Linked DNA regions of Pan troglodytes: regions 2 and 3 are each linked to region 1. A link is a contact called in public HiChIP or PLAC-seq data. All regions are on one chromosome and are shown on one strand. The core of a region is the stretch at or near the end of the contact, and the rest is flanking DNA. Distances in the headings are between cores, read along the strand shown. Region 1 holds the start of FOXJ3 (forkhead box J3). Region 2 holds the start of PPIH (peptidylprolyl isomerase H). Region 3 holds the start of P3H1 (prolyl 3-hydroxylase 1).

What was found. HiChIP or PLAC-seq counts read pairs in DNA pulled down with a chosen protein or histone mark.
Region 2: a contact with region 1 is called in an H3K4me3 HiChIP or PLAC-seq map of stem cell-derived excitatory neurons, with 2.8 times the contacts expected there. The contact joins the promoter of PPIH here to the promoter of FOXJ3 in region 1. A contact is called at or near these places in 1 of 7 Hi-C or Micro-C datasets (stem cell-derived neural progenitor cells) and 1 of 1 datasets of contacts at active chromatin or transcription factors (stem cell-derived excitatory neurons).
Region 3: an H3K4me3 HiChIP or PLAC-seq map of stem cell-derived excitatory neurons shows a contact between it and region 1, with 2.9 times the contacts expected there. The contact joins the promoter of P3H1 here to the promoter of FOXJ3 in region 1. A contact is called at or near these places in 2 of 7 Hi-C or Micro-C datasets (induced pluripotent stem cells and stem cell-derived neural progenitor cells) and 1 of 1 datasets of contacts at active chromatin or transcription factors (stem cell-derived excitatory neurons).

The regions. Positions count from the first base shown.
Region 1 is chr1:188,630,229-188,634,157 of NHGRI_mPanTro3-v2.0_pri, reverse strand. It overlaps FOXJ3 (forkhead box J3), which reads right to left and starts at 1,429. Exons shown (of 13, transcript XM_009455382.5): 1 at 1,175-1,429.
Region 2 is chr1:188,309,152-188,312,829 of NHGRI_mPanTro3-v2.0_pri, reverse strand. PPIH (peptidylprolyl isomerase H) reads left to right here and starts at 1,724. Exons shown (of 11, transcript XR_001720624.3): 1 at 1,724-1,891; 2 at 2,223-2,287; 3 at 2,607-2,630; 4 at 2,894-2,938.
Region 3 is chr1:188,201,958-188,205,584 of NHGRI_mPanTro3-v2.0_pri, reverse strand. It overlaps P3H1 (prolyl 3-hydroxylase 1), which reads right to left and starts at 2,268. Exons shown (of 15, transcript XM_016960471.4): 1 at 1,668-2,268. The coding sequence starts at 2,132. It overlaps C1H1orf50 (chromosome 1 C1orf50 homolog), which reads left to right and starts at 2,430. Exons shown (of 5, transcript NM_001243098.2): 1 at 2,430-2,551; 2 at 2,670-2,785. The coding sequence starts at 2,473.

The DNA.
Region 1 (3,929 bases), core at 180-2,679:
GGATGCAACACACACAGGACAGCAACACGTCCGCATGGAACGGCTGCCTTTGCCCTAATCCCAGCAAAGGACACAGACACAGGATGGGCGGGAACGCAAGCACCCTCGCATGGGCCTCCTCTCCCCAAAGGGCCACTCCAAGGCGTGAGGTACAGCCGGCCCTGCCGGCAGAAAAGCGCCCCCAAGCTTAAAGGGAAGAAGCCGCAGAGTGCCGGGGTCGGGGGCTAGCCCAGGCCAGGGGACAGGTCATGGAGGGAAGGAGACGGTCGCTGCCCTAGGACTAGGCGCCCCCGGGATCCACGTCTGGTTCCCCGGGGCCCCGCCTGGGGGAGGGGCGGGAGACGCGAAGCCGCTGCTTCCCAGCTGAGGGGCAGCAGCAGCTGAGAAGCGCCGCGGGGGAGGGAAGGACCCAGCCCTCGGCGTCCGCCAGGCCCCAGCCGGGGCCCAGGCCCCCTGCCCCGCCCGCCGCCCACCCCGCAGCGCGGCTGCGGCTAGAAGAGAGAGGGCGTCTCGCGGAGGGCAGCCCCTGCCTCCGTCCCGGGAGATGCCACAGCCCCGCCTCCTCGCCCGCCGCCCAGGCCCGGCCGCCCTGGCGGGGGGCACTTACCTCAGGCTGCGCAGGCCGGGACGGCCCGGCCGAGCCCCCGGCCGCTCCGTGCGTCTCCGCCCCCCCGGGAAAGGTCCCAACGGTGCCTACTGCGAGCGGTCGAGGCCCCGAGCAGCCCCGAGAGCGGCGGCGGCAGCAAGAGCAGCCAACATCCGGGGCCGCGCACCCGGAACTACTTCCCGACCCGCATCCCCCGCCCGCCCTCGCCGCCACCGCCTCCTGCGGCGTCGCTGCGCCGCCGGCCCGGCGTCAGCGGCGTCAAGTCCCTGCGCGGTCACGGTCGCTTCGACGCACGCGGGATCCCTCCGCTGGGACAAGTAGTGCCCTGAGACTCCCGGGGCTCTGCCTCGGCGCAGTCGGTGTCATCTAGCGGCCGGCAGTTCCGAGCGACTTAGGGTCCTTGTGCCTCGGAGTGGCGTCTGGGAGCAAAGGCGGCGGAGGCAACCCCGCAGTTGAGGACAGTAGGGATCGGTGGCTTTGGACCCTGCCCACGGATACCTGGGGCCCCATGCCCCGAAGGAATGGTGCCTTCTGCCCTCCCCCGCCCCCCAACCTCCGCCACCTCACCGAAGCGCCCGGCACCTTAGCCTCCTCTCCAGGAAAGCGGACGCCTTTTCCGACCTGGCACACCGCGGATTCCGGGACCCCCAACAAAGGCGCCTTGGACCTTCAGGACACCCCTCTTTTCAGAACTTCATGAGTCCCAGGTGCTAGACTCATGTCTGCGGAGGCCTTTCCCGTGCCTGGTCTTACTTTCTTTCTTAAAGGAGTTGGACCTCTAAAGGCCCTTCTAATTCTCAAGGTAGCTACCCAGGTTATGGTACTACTATCAGTAGGTGGAGCGTTTAGAAGGGTAGTTTGGTCGACGAGTGAACTTTGGAATTTACTTCTACGTCAGTCTTCACTGATTCTTTCTCTAAACTATTAGCACTGATAATCTGCCCTATAATTTCACACTTAATTACATTCCAGTGTAGTATTTGCTGTTGCTTCATTCGCGTTAGTCACATATTCCCCTGCAGCGCCAAACACGCTTTTGAACTCACAATGGGTGGCTCAATATTTGGAGACTTAGATATTTGTTAGATGAATACTAGGCTGATTGGATGAGAGGAAAAGGAGAGGCATGAGTGAATTGGCCCTGGGTGCTTTTTTGACATAGTCTCAAAGGGTTCAGATAAAGACCTCCAGCAGATCTGAGCACACAATTCCTTCAGTAAACATTGAACACCTGCCGTTTGGTCAAGCATTTCTAGGCACTGGAGATTCAAAGTATTCACATATTCCTTTTCTTTATAAGACTAGCAAGATTCTGAAGATTCATGTACTCATTCACTCAACGAATATTTGCCAATCACTACTAAGGTTGCCAGACACTATTTTAGTGCTTGGGATGTATCAGTAAACAGAAGAGAGAGAGAAAACAAATACCCTTCCCTGTTGGAGCTTTCATTCTAATATAGGGAGAAAGATGATAAACGTAAGAGAATTATGTAATATGTTAGAAGGCATATGGGGGAAAAAAATACACCAGGGTAAGGGGTATGAGGAAAACTGGAGGAAGGGGGTTTGCAATTTTTTTTAAAGAGGGAATCCTGCTCTCCCGCCCAGGCTGGAGTGCAGTGGCGCGATCTCGGCTCACTGCAACTCCCGGGTTCAAGTGATTCTCCTGCCTCAGCCTCCTAAGTAGCTGGGATTACAGGCGCGCGCTACCACACCCGGCTAATTTTTGTATTTTTAGTAGAGATGGAGTTTCACCATGTTGGCCAGGCTGGTCTCAAACCCCCGAACTCAAAAGTGATCCGCGCTCTTCGGCCTCCCAAAGTGCTGGGATTACAGGCCTGAGCCACCGCGCCTGGCCTGCAATTTTAAATAGAGTCGTCAGCATGGGCCTCATTTATAAAATGACTTTAAATCGGAGACCTGAAAGAGCTGAGGGAGTCAGCCATGCAGTTGTCTGGGGAAGAGTGTCCCAGGCAGAAGGAACAGCTAGCTGGTGGAAAGGCCTGGAGACAAAAGCCTCGGGAAGTGTTAAAAATAATGAGAAGGCCAGGACGGTTGGAGCAGTGAGCAAATGGGAGCCGAATGAGGAGATAAGATCAGAGAGAGGGGTCTCAAGTAGGGAGCTGTAGGAATCTTGGCTGAAACAGAACCACTGCTGGGCTTTGAACAGAGGTGTGATAGGATCTGACTCGTGCTTTCAAAAGATCACTGTGCTTTCAAAAGATCACTCTGGCCGCCGTGCTAAGAGCAGAACTAAGAGGACAATGGTGGAAGCCAGAGGCTCCATTACCCAGGTACAGAATGATGGCTTGAACTAGATAGTAGCAATGAGTAAGATAAATAAGATGCAGTCTCAGCCGGGCACAGTGGCGCTTGACTGTAATCCCAGTTATTAAGGAGGCTGAGGCAAGAGGATAGGATCACTTGAGCCCAGGAGTTCAAGTGCAGCCCGGGCAACACAGCAAGCCCCCATCTCTAAAAAATAAATAACGTACAGTCTGTCTACGGTCTCCCAACACTTAGGCAGAGGCGGGAAGATTGCGTGAGCACAAGAGTTCAAGACTAGCCTGGGCAACATAAGGAGACTGTCTCTACAAAAATAAAAAAATTAGCCGGCAGGGTGGTGTGCATCCGTGGTCCCAGCTATGTGGGAGGCTGAGATGGCAGGATTGGGCCCAAGAGGTCAAGGCTGCAGTGAGTTGTGACTGCGCCACTGCACTCCAGCCTGGGTAACAGAGTGAGACCCTGTCTTTAAAAAAAAAAAGAGAGAGAGAGAGAAAGTAGACTTAGCTCCAAGTCTGGAGCTTTTGGGTTTTTTTTTCTTTATAAAAATTTTTTTACTTTATAGAAATGGGATCTCACTATGTTGCTCAGACTTGTCTTGAACTCCTGTTTAGCACCACCTCTTACAAGTGTTGGGCAGCTCCGCTCCTCTCACTTGTCTGGAATTCTAAGGCACTTCCCTGAATTGCTCATCCTGAGCTAATATGGGATAGGGCTGGAGAGAGAACAGAGGTGGATAGCTGCCAGAATGAGGTGGGAAGGTGGGGATCAGCAGCCTTTGGGAAGGAAAGAAGTATGAGTCCCAGGGTATTAAAAGGTGGAGGGGCAATAAAATTTATTACATATGGGATTCATACTAAATGAGTAGATTTTAGCTTCTCTTGCCACAATAAACAAAAAAAAATGGATAACTGTGTGAGATGATGGCTCTGTTAATTTGCTTCACTATAGTGACTTTTTGACTATCCCATAACATCATGTTGTGTACCTTAAATATATAGATTAAAAAAAGTGGAGGAGTATCTCTCCTCAAAAA
Region 2 (3,678 bases), core at 475-2,974, 320 kb after region 1:
AAAAAGTGAGACTCTGTCTCAAAAAATAATAATAATAATAAATAAATAAATAAAAAGTGTGTCAACATACTGTTTTCATAGTCAAGTTACTCAACCTCCTTGAGCCTCAATTTCTTGATTCCTAAAATGGGAACAATAATAGTTCTCTATCCCATAGGGTTGTGAGGACCAAATGAAATGAAGCATGTAAAGTATTTAGCACGTAGTAACTGCTTAATAAATGCTATCATCATTTATTTTCACTAGCGGTTTATCAATGTACTATTTTTTTCACAACCTCATCAACATTGGATATTATCAATTTTAAAGATTTATTCTAAAACAGTTGGTATAAAATTATACTGAAGCGTGACTGCTGCTGTTCCTTTTCCCCCTCCTCCCCTTTCTTCTTTTTCAGTTGGAGGAGACCAAGAGGAGAGGATCAGTAACCAGAAATAAAAATGACCCTTTAAATTGAGCACACTGTATTTTTATATGTAATCCTTGCTTTCTCAGACAACAGAGCTAGAAAGATGATCAAAGGAACTAGGAAATAATAACTATTATATTAAATGCATGCTGTTATATTGAATGAGCCTTGCCCAAGGTCCCCTTCTTTCACTAAATTCATTGCATCTATTATTTATTGAATACCTACTATATGCTATTCAGTAGGCGACATTGCAGCTACAGCTGCGAATAGGACCAGGAGAGTCTCTACTTTCATGGAGTTTATATGCTATCAGGGAGGAAGATTATGTGTGTGTGGCAGGAAATGAGGTGTAGACACATACCATACGAAGATAATGTAGAAGGGGGGGTGGCATGAAGAAAACAAACCAGTGATCTGAATGACCAAGGGCTACTTTAGATTAGGTCTAATGTTGCCTCTCAGGAGGTAACATCTGGGGTGAGCCCTGAACTACAAGGAGCATTACTTCCCACACGCATACCCCAACCAACCCCCACCATCCCCCGCCAACCCACATTAAGATCTGGAAGGAATATTTCAGACAGAAGTAACAGCTATTACAAAGCCCTAAAGAGAGGAGGGATCTCAGTGACCTGGAGGAACAGACAGGTCAGAGCACAGTAACTAAGGGCAAGTGGTACAAGATGAGGTCAGGTACGTGATAGCCAGATAAATGCACTGTAGGGCTTCGTATGCAGGGAATTGGATTTTATTCTAAATATAGGAAGCCAGGAGTTATTTTTAAAATAAATAGGAAGCACAAGAGTTATTTTAAAAATAAAAAATAAAAAACTCTAGTTGCTTTATGGGAAATGAATTGGAAATGACAAAACTGGTAGCTTGTGGCAGAACAAACATTATCTATTGTCCTGACTTAGAGGAAGGGATATTTATTTAGCAAGCCTGTACGTGCCAAGCTGTTCTAAACGCTGAGAATGAACAAACCAGAGTTCCTGCCTTCACGGTGTTCACACTAGCGGGCAGAAGACAGACAGCACGTGTGGCGGTGCAGAGGGCTTGGCTGCAAGAGCCGATAAGGAGGACCCTGGCGACTGCCTAGTCCAAAAGTCCTAGCTAGAGCAAGATCAACTTGTACTGCCCTTAGTACAGCCACGTGAGTGGGGTGACCATTGACCTTAACCAAAAAGATGTCAAGGCTTTCCTCCTCCTCACTCCCGCGTCCCCAGTGCCAGGCAGAGTCTCTCAGCTAGACCCTAGCAGTCTCAGCACACACCGCACGGGGCGACAGCTTCCGGGGGCGGGGCCTGGTCTCGCTCCACGTCTACCGCGCCTGCTCCCCGGACGAAATCCGCGGACCGGGCTTTAGGTTCGCCGGAATCCCACGCTCCCGACTTCTGCTTCCGGGTCGGAGCCATGGCGGTGGCAAATTCAAGTCCTGTTAACCCCGTGGTGTTCTTTGATGTCAGTATTGGCGGTCAGGTGAGATCCAGGAAGCTGCCCACACCTGCGCCGAAGGGAAACTGCTCGGGGCTAGGCAGGCAGAACTCACCCAGAGAGAGCGGACTCGGGAAGCCAGCCAGAAAGTGAAATTGCACCCGAACCTACCGACCTGCCGGGCGGGGGGAAAGGAGGAGGAGGAGTCTCCCCAATCCTAGCGCCCCGCTTCTGGAGGAACTGGGCGGTTAGACTAGGGAGGCGGAGGTGGGAGATACCGAGCGGCAGGGTGGTGGGTCAGCCCCTCATGCCCCCTGCTGCGTGAAGCCCTCGTGGTCTTGGACTGGGCCTTCTGACACTCTCCTGCTGATTGCAGGAAGTTGGCCGCATGAAGATCGAGCTCTTTGCAGACGTTGTGCCTAAGACGGCCGAGAACTTTAGGTAAGGACGTGCTCCAGCTCCGCTGGATTAGCTGAGGCAGAAGCCGGGCTCCAGTCAGCCGCCTGAAATAGCCTGTCTACCTCTGTCCGTCCGCTCACTGCTCTTGAGACCTGATTCCTCCGTGCATTGCTCTGTCTGGTTGCCGTTTGGATTGTTCCCGTGTTAATTTACGTTGTTAGTCTGTGTGTCTGCGTGTCTGGACGTCTGGCTGGCCGATTGGTGGACTTGCTGGCTCCAGTGTTTATTCTTTCCCGTATTTAGAGGCGCTCACGACTGTGATATCATAGTGATTGAATCATTCATTTTTTGTCCCTTTCAGGCAGTTCTGCACCGGAGAATTCAGGTCAGTTTCAGATGTGTTTGACTTCTTTGCCTGCTCCAGAGGGGTGTTCTGGGGCTGCAGTGAGGGTATCGGTGAACCACCTGCTGGCCTTGAATGATTGCTGGTGACAGTGATAGAAGGTAATGCCCCAAGGGTCTGTCCCTAGTTTATTTGCCTTCTTTATGTCTGTCAACCATCTTTAGGAGAGTCCTTTTGGCTCCAGTGCATGGTAAACTGGAAAGGCCTTGTGCTGTCACTCCAAGTCTCTTTCTTTTTGGTTATAGGAAAGATGGGGTTCCAATAGGATACAAAGGAAGCACCTTCCACAGGTAAGGCTCTTGGCAAGCCATCCTGGAGTCTTTCAGAAATATTTCCTGGGGGATTAGACTCTTTAGAGGAAAATAAAACCAGAGGGTAATTCTTACATTTCTTGAGAAGAAATGTTTTTGTGGACTCAACAACTGAAGATTTATTAAATGTTCTAACTCTACTTACACTCCCCCACTTCTTAGGTCTTTAAAACAGAAACTACTCATCTTTACAATATCTTGACTTTTTCATGCACTTGTTTGTGCAAATGCAGATTTTTTTTAAAAGTACACTTGTAATCCTAAAGTGCATATAATATGTCCTGCTGGTTGATATTTATAACTAATTCCTAAAATGATCATATATGATTGTCCAAGGATAATCATATTTACTGGGGAGTGGAGTATGGCAACACTTAGTCTCATTTCAATATAGAATCTTTCTCATGGCCTCACTGTGGTTAGTAACAATGTTAGCACATAATTATATCACAGCTTTAGAGCTTTGGTCTCTAATCCCCAGTAAGACTCCTGTGAAGTGGTATGGGTGATCTGCATTCTAGAGAGGAGGAAACTGAGGATAAGAAAGGTTAAGGACCCTCCCTAGGGGTAATAGCTAACAGTTGTTAAGCCCTTACATGTTTAGCCGTACATTTCACATAAATTCTCTGTAGTTCTTTCCCCCAAATTTACATCAAACCCTTGCTCTGCCTTTTGCTTTGGCAAGTAAGCTTTCAGCCCCTTCTTCTTGTTACTGTTCA
Region 3 (3,627 bases), core at 1,019-3,518, 430 kb after region 1:
TCTCAGGTCTGTCCCTTTCATGGAATTACTCTAGCTCTTGTGTCTTTCAGCGCTGCTCCTGCCTTTCTCTGTTCTCCCTCATGTCCTCACTCCTCTCTTCACCCCCAGCCTTCTTTACTCTCTAAGCACTGAGGTACTTAACCTCCTCTCTTGTGGACAAATGTCTGCCTCCTAATCATGTGCCACCACTTTCTCCTTCTTCCAAGGCTCATTCACCATGGCTTCCAGAATAAGCGTTTTAAAACCCAAATCTGAGGATGGCTCCCTGCAGTCCGCAGAATTCTCTTCCAAATCTGGCCTCACTGACTTTTCTAGCCGCCTCTCCTACTACTCCCCACACACATCTCGACATTGCAATCACAACAGTTCATTTTTTTTCCTGAATATATCATGCTTTGGTTCTACTTTTCTCTCTATCTGGAGGAGCCTTCTCTCCTCTCCCCCTGGCAATACTTAGGACAGGCTTCAATATTACCTCTTCTTTGAAGTCTAATTTCTCTGAGATAAAGCTAGAGTCTCCCTCCTTTGTGCTCCCACAGCCCTAAGTATATGCCCTTGCAGTAGCCCTTACTACAGTAACTCTTAACAGCAAAGCAAGACAAAGCAAAGACGTTAGTCGAGCATTTAATTACTTGTACAAGAACTGGAATGCAGTAGGTATGCAATACATGTTTGTCAAATAGTTTTAGAAAGTGCTATGATGAAGCGACATAACCAAAGACATAACGCAATTATTTTGATTTCAAGTCCAGCGCTCTTCCGAGTAACTAGGAAAAATGACGGGAACTGTGTAGGCAGAATGCTGTGGAGGGGTGGAAATCTGAGGTCCCCAAGAGTCTCTAAGTCTCTCTTTAGATCGAATCGAAGGTCTTTTAAACTACAGATGTAACAGATATAATGCACAACTCTTTCTCCCCCCACCCCCAATACAGTGGGACTAATAACAGCATCTACCTGACAAGATATTGTGAAGATTAGGGCAAATGCGTTAATAAATGCAAACTGCTTAAAATAGTGCCTGGAAGTATGTGCTGGCTATCATCATCATCATCATCGTCACCATCACCACCACCAAACAAGCCTGGAACGCTCCAAGCCCAAGTGTACACTTGGACACACGGCACTCTGGCATTCCGAAAAATACTCATTTTCTTTGTAAATCTGGCAGACTAGCCAGAGGGTCCCCCCCCCACAGAAAGGGCCAGGCAGCCCCTGCTGGCGACGTGGCAACCTCACATCCTGAAAGAGAGCTGCTGAATCAAACAGCAGGAAAAGCACCACTGGAAAACCAACCGGAAGGGAGATATTGTAGACCGCTACTAGCTTCTCACTCGGACACTTACAATGACATCAGAATGGGAGACCCAAACTGCCGCTTTAATTCCTTCCAGGAGATTTCCCAGGGAACAAAATGGCCATGAGTTTTGCTTGGCCTGTGCCCTAACCCCAGGCTGGACCTTTGGGGTTAGCATCTGCCCATGCGAACTGGGCGAGGAAGGTCTCCTGCCAGGGAGCAGCTCTCCCTGGCTCCGAGGAGAGCTCCCCAGCCAGGAGGCCACTTTCCCCTCCCTGCGGACACTTCCCCGATCCCCCAAGCTCCTCAGGTCCCCTGCAACACTCCTCTCCCCAGAAGGACCCCGGCCGCCTGGCTCCAGGCAGGTCTGCACCTTGAAGTAGGCGACCTGCAGGTAGTTGTAGGGGCTCCGCTTGCGGAACTCCAGCTCCATCTCTTCGCTGAGCGAGTGGGCGGCCGGTGGCCCGAGGCAGCGGCGCAGGCAGGCGGCGCGACGCAGAAGGCCCCCGAAGAAGCTCAGGTCGCGCAGGGCGGCGGCGCCCGAGGCCTGGGCCGGGCTGGGGGACCAGTCGGGGTCCAGCTCCCACGGGAAGTCGGCGGCACACTGGGTGCGGCAGCGCAGGCGAAGGGCGCGGAGGGCTGCCCGGGAGCGCAGCGCCCGTTCCATGCTCAGGACCACCCCGGGCCAGTCCCCGCGCGCGTAGGCTGCGGTCCCCTCGGCGAAGAGCAGATCAGGCGTCACCATGCCCCATCCTGCCTCGGACTCGACCTCGGCTTGGGAGGCAGCGGCCACGACAGCCAGCAGTGTGGTCAGCAGCTTCAACGCGCCTACCGCCATCGCTCCCTCAGACCTAACGGGACCGCCAGCCACCCGCCACCAAGGCCGGAGTCCTACCCCCGGCGAAAGCCCGTCCCCGGGCGAAGCCCCACCTTCCAAGCTGGGCGGCGCATGCCCACGAGGCTTGCACCGCCTCTTTTCCTTTCAGTCAGCCCGGATCCCCCCACCGGCACTCAGCGAATCCCGGCGCGTCAGCCGGAGCCCCGCCTCCGAGCTCAGGCCTTGCTCAGTCGAACTGACGCCCAGTAGACAAGAAAGACGGAAGCTCCGCCCACGCGCCTTTATGCGCAGGCTCTTCCGACTCGCACAGCCCAGGGAGTGGGGAGGACAAGGCGCTGTCATGGAGGACGCCGCCACGCCGGGGCGGACCGAGGGGGTCCTTGAAAGGCAAGGAGCGCCGCCAGCTGCAGGCCAGGGAGGTATGCGGGGCGGGAGTCAGCAGGGGGAAGTCAGCCCCCGCGAGGCAGCCGGTCTCGGGGCTCAGCGGGAGGCCGACGGCGGGAGCTCACGGCTTGTGTTCCTGGGTGTGTGTCGCAGGAGCCCTGGTGGAGCTCACCCCGACCCCCGGCGGCCTGGCCCTGGTGAGCCCCTACCACACCCACCGGGCCGGGGACCCCTTAGACCTCGTGGCGCTCGCAGAGCAGGTGCAGAAGGTGAGGAGGCGCGGCCGGGGCAGCGAATAACCATCTTCGTTCACGTTGCGCTCTGCGTCTTTCGGCTCAGACCTCACTACCACCTATGGTGGGGGTGGCATTTGCTCTTGTCTCCATTTTACAGACGAGTAAAGCCGACTGTCATTGTGAGTCGGTGGCCTGATTCGAATGACCTTCTGGGATCAAAGGTTCCTCTAACTGCAACTTGAGTGCCCATAATCTTCCTTCGTGGGAAGGTTTACACAACACTTTAGTGTTCATTATTTCATTTGCACTTTAGGACAGCCTTGTGAGGTAGGCAGTACAGAGTTATTCTTCCCATTTGACACAAAGAAAAGTTCTTCGGGAAGTTTCAAGGTCCGCTTATTTTAAGCTGCTTCCCATAAGATCTTTGTTACCTGAGAGTTTAAACATCTTCTAGCAGGGCAAGCACTCCAAGTTTAGTCCTCATTAAACACAGTATTCCCAAGCCCAGTGTTTATATATGGATGGCCAAAATAAGTCAAATAAGGAGGAAATGTGAAATAATGGAAAAAACACTGGAAGTTTGGACACATGAGTATTAATCCCACTTTTGATACTAACTTGCAGTGCGACTAAAGGCAGATTACTTCTCTCTGGACCTCAACTATTTTATCTGTGAAGTGAAAGATTTGAAGTAGGAGAGCTCCAAGATCTAAAGTTTTGTCATTATTCAATGAAAAACCAGATTCCTTCTTATCTCTTATCAAGACTTCCGGTTGTACACCCTCTTCAGTGTCCACAGATGGAGGGTCCTGCTGTTTTAAAGATTATCATGGCCCCTTATCCCTGTATACACTATCAGATTTGGCCTTGATTAT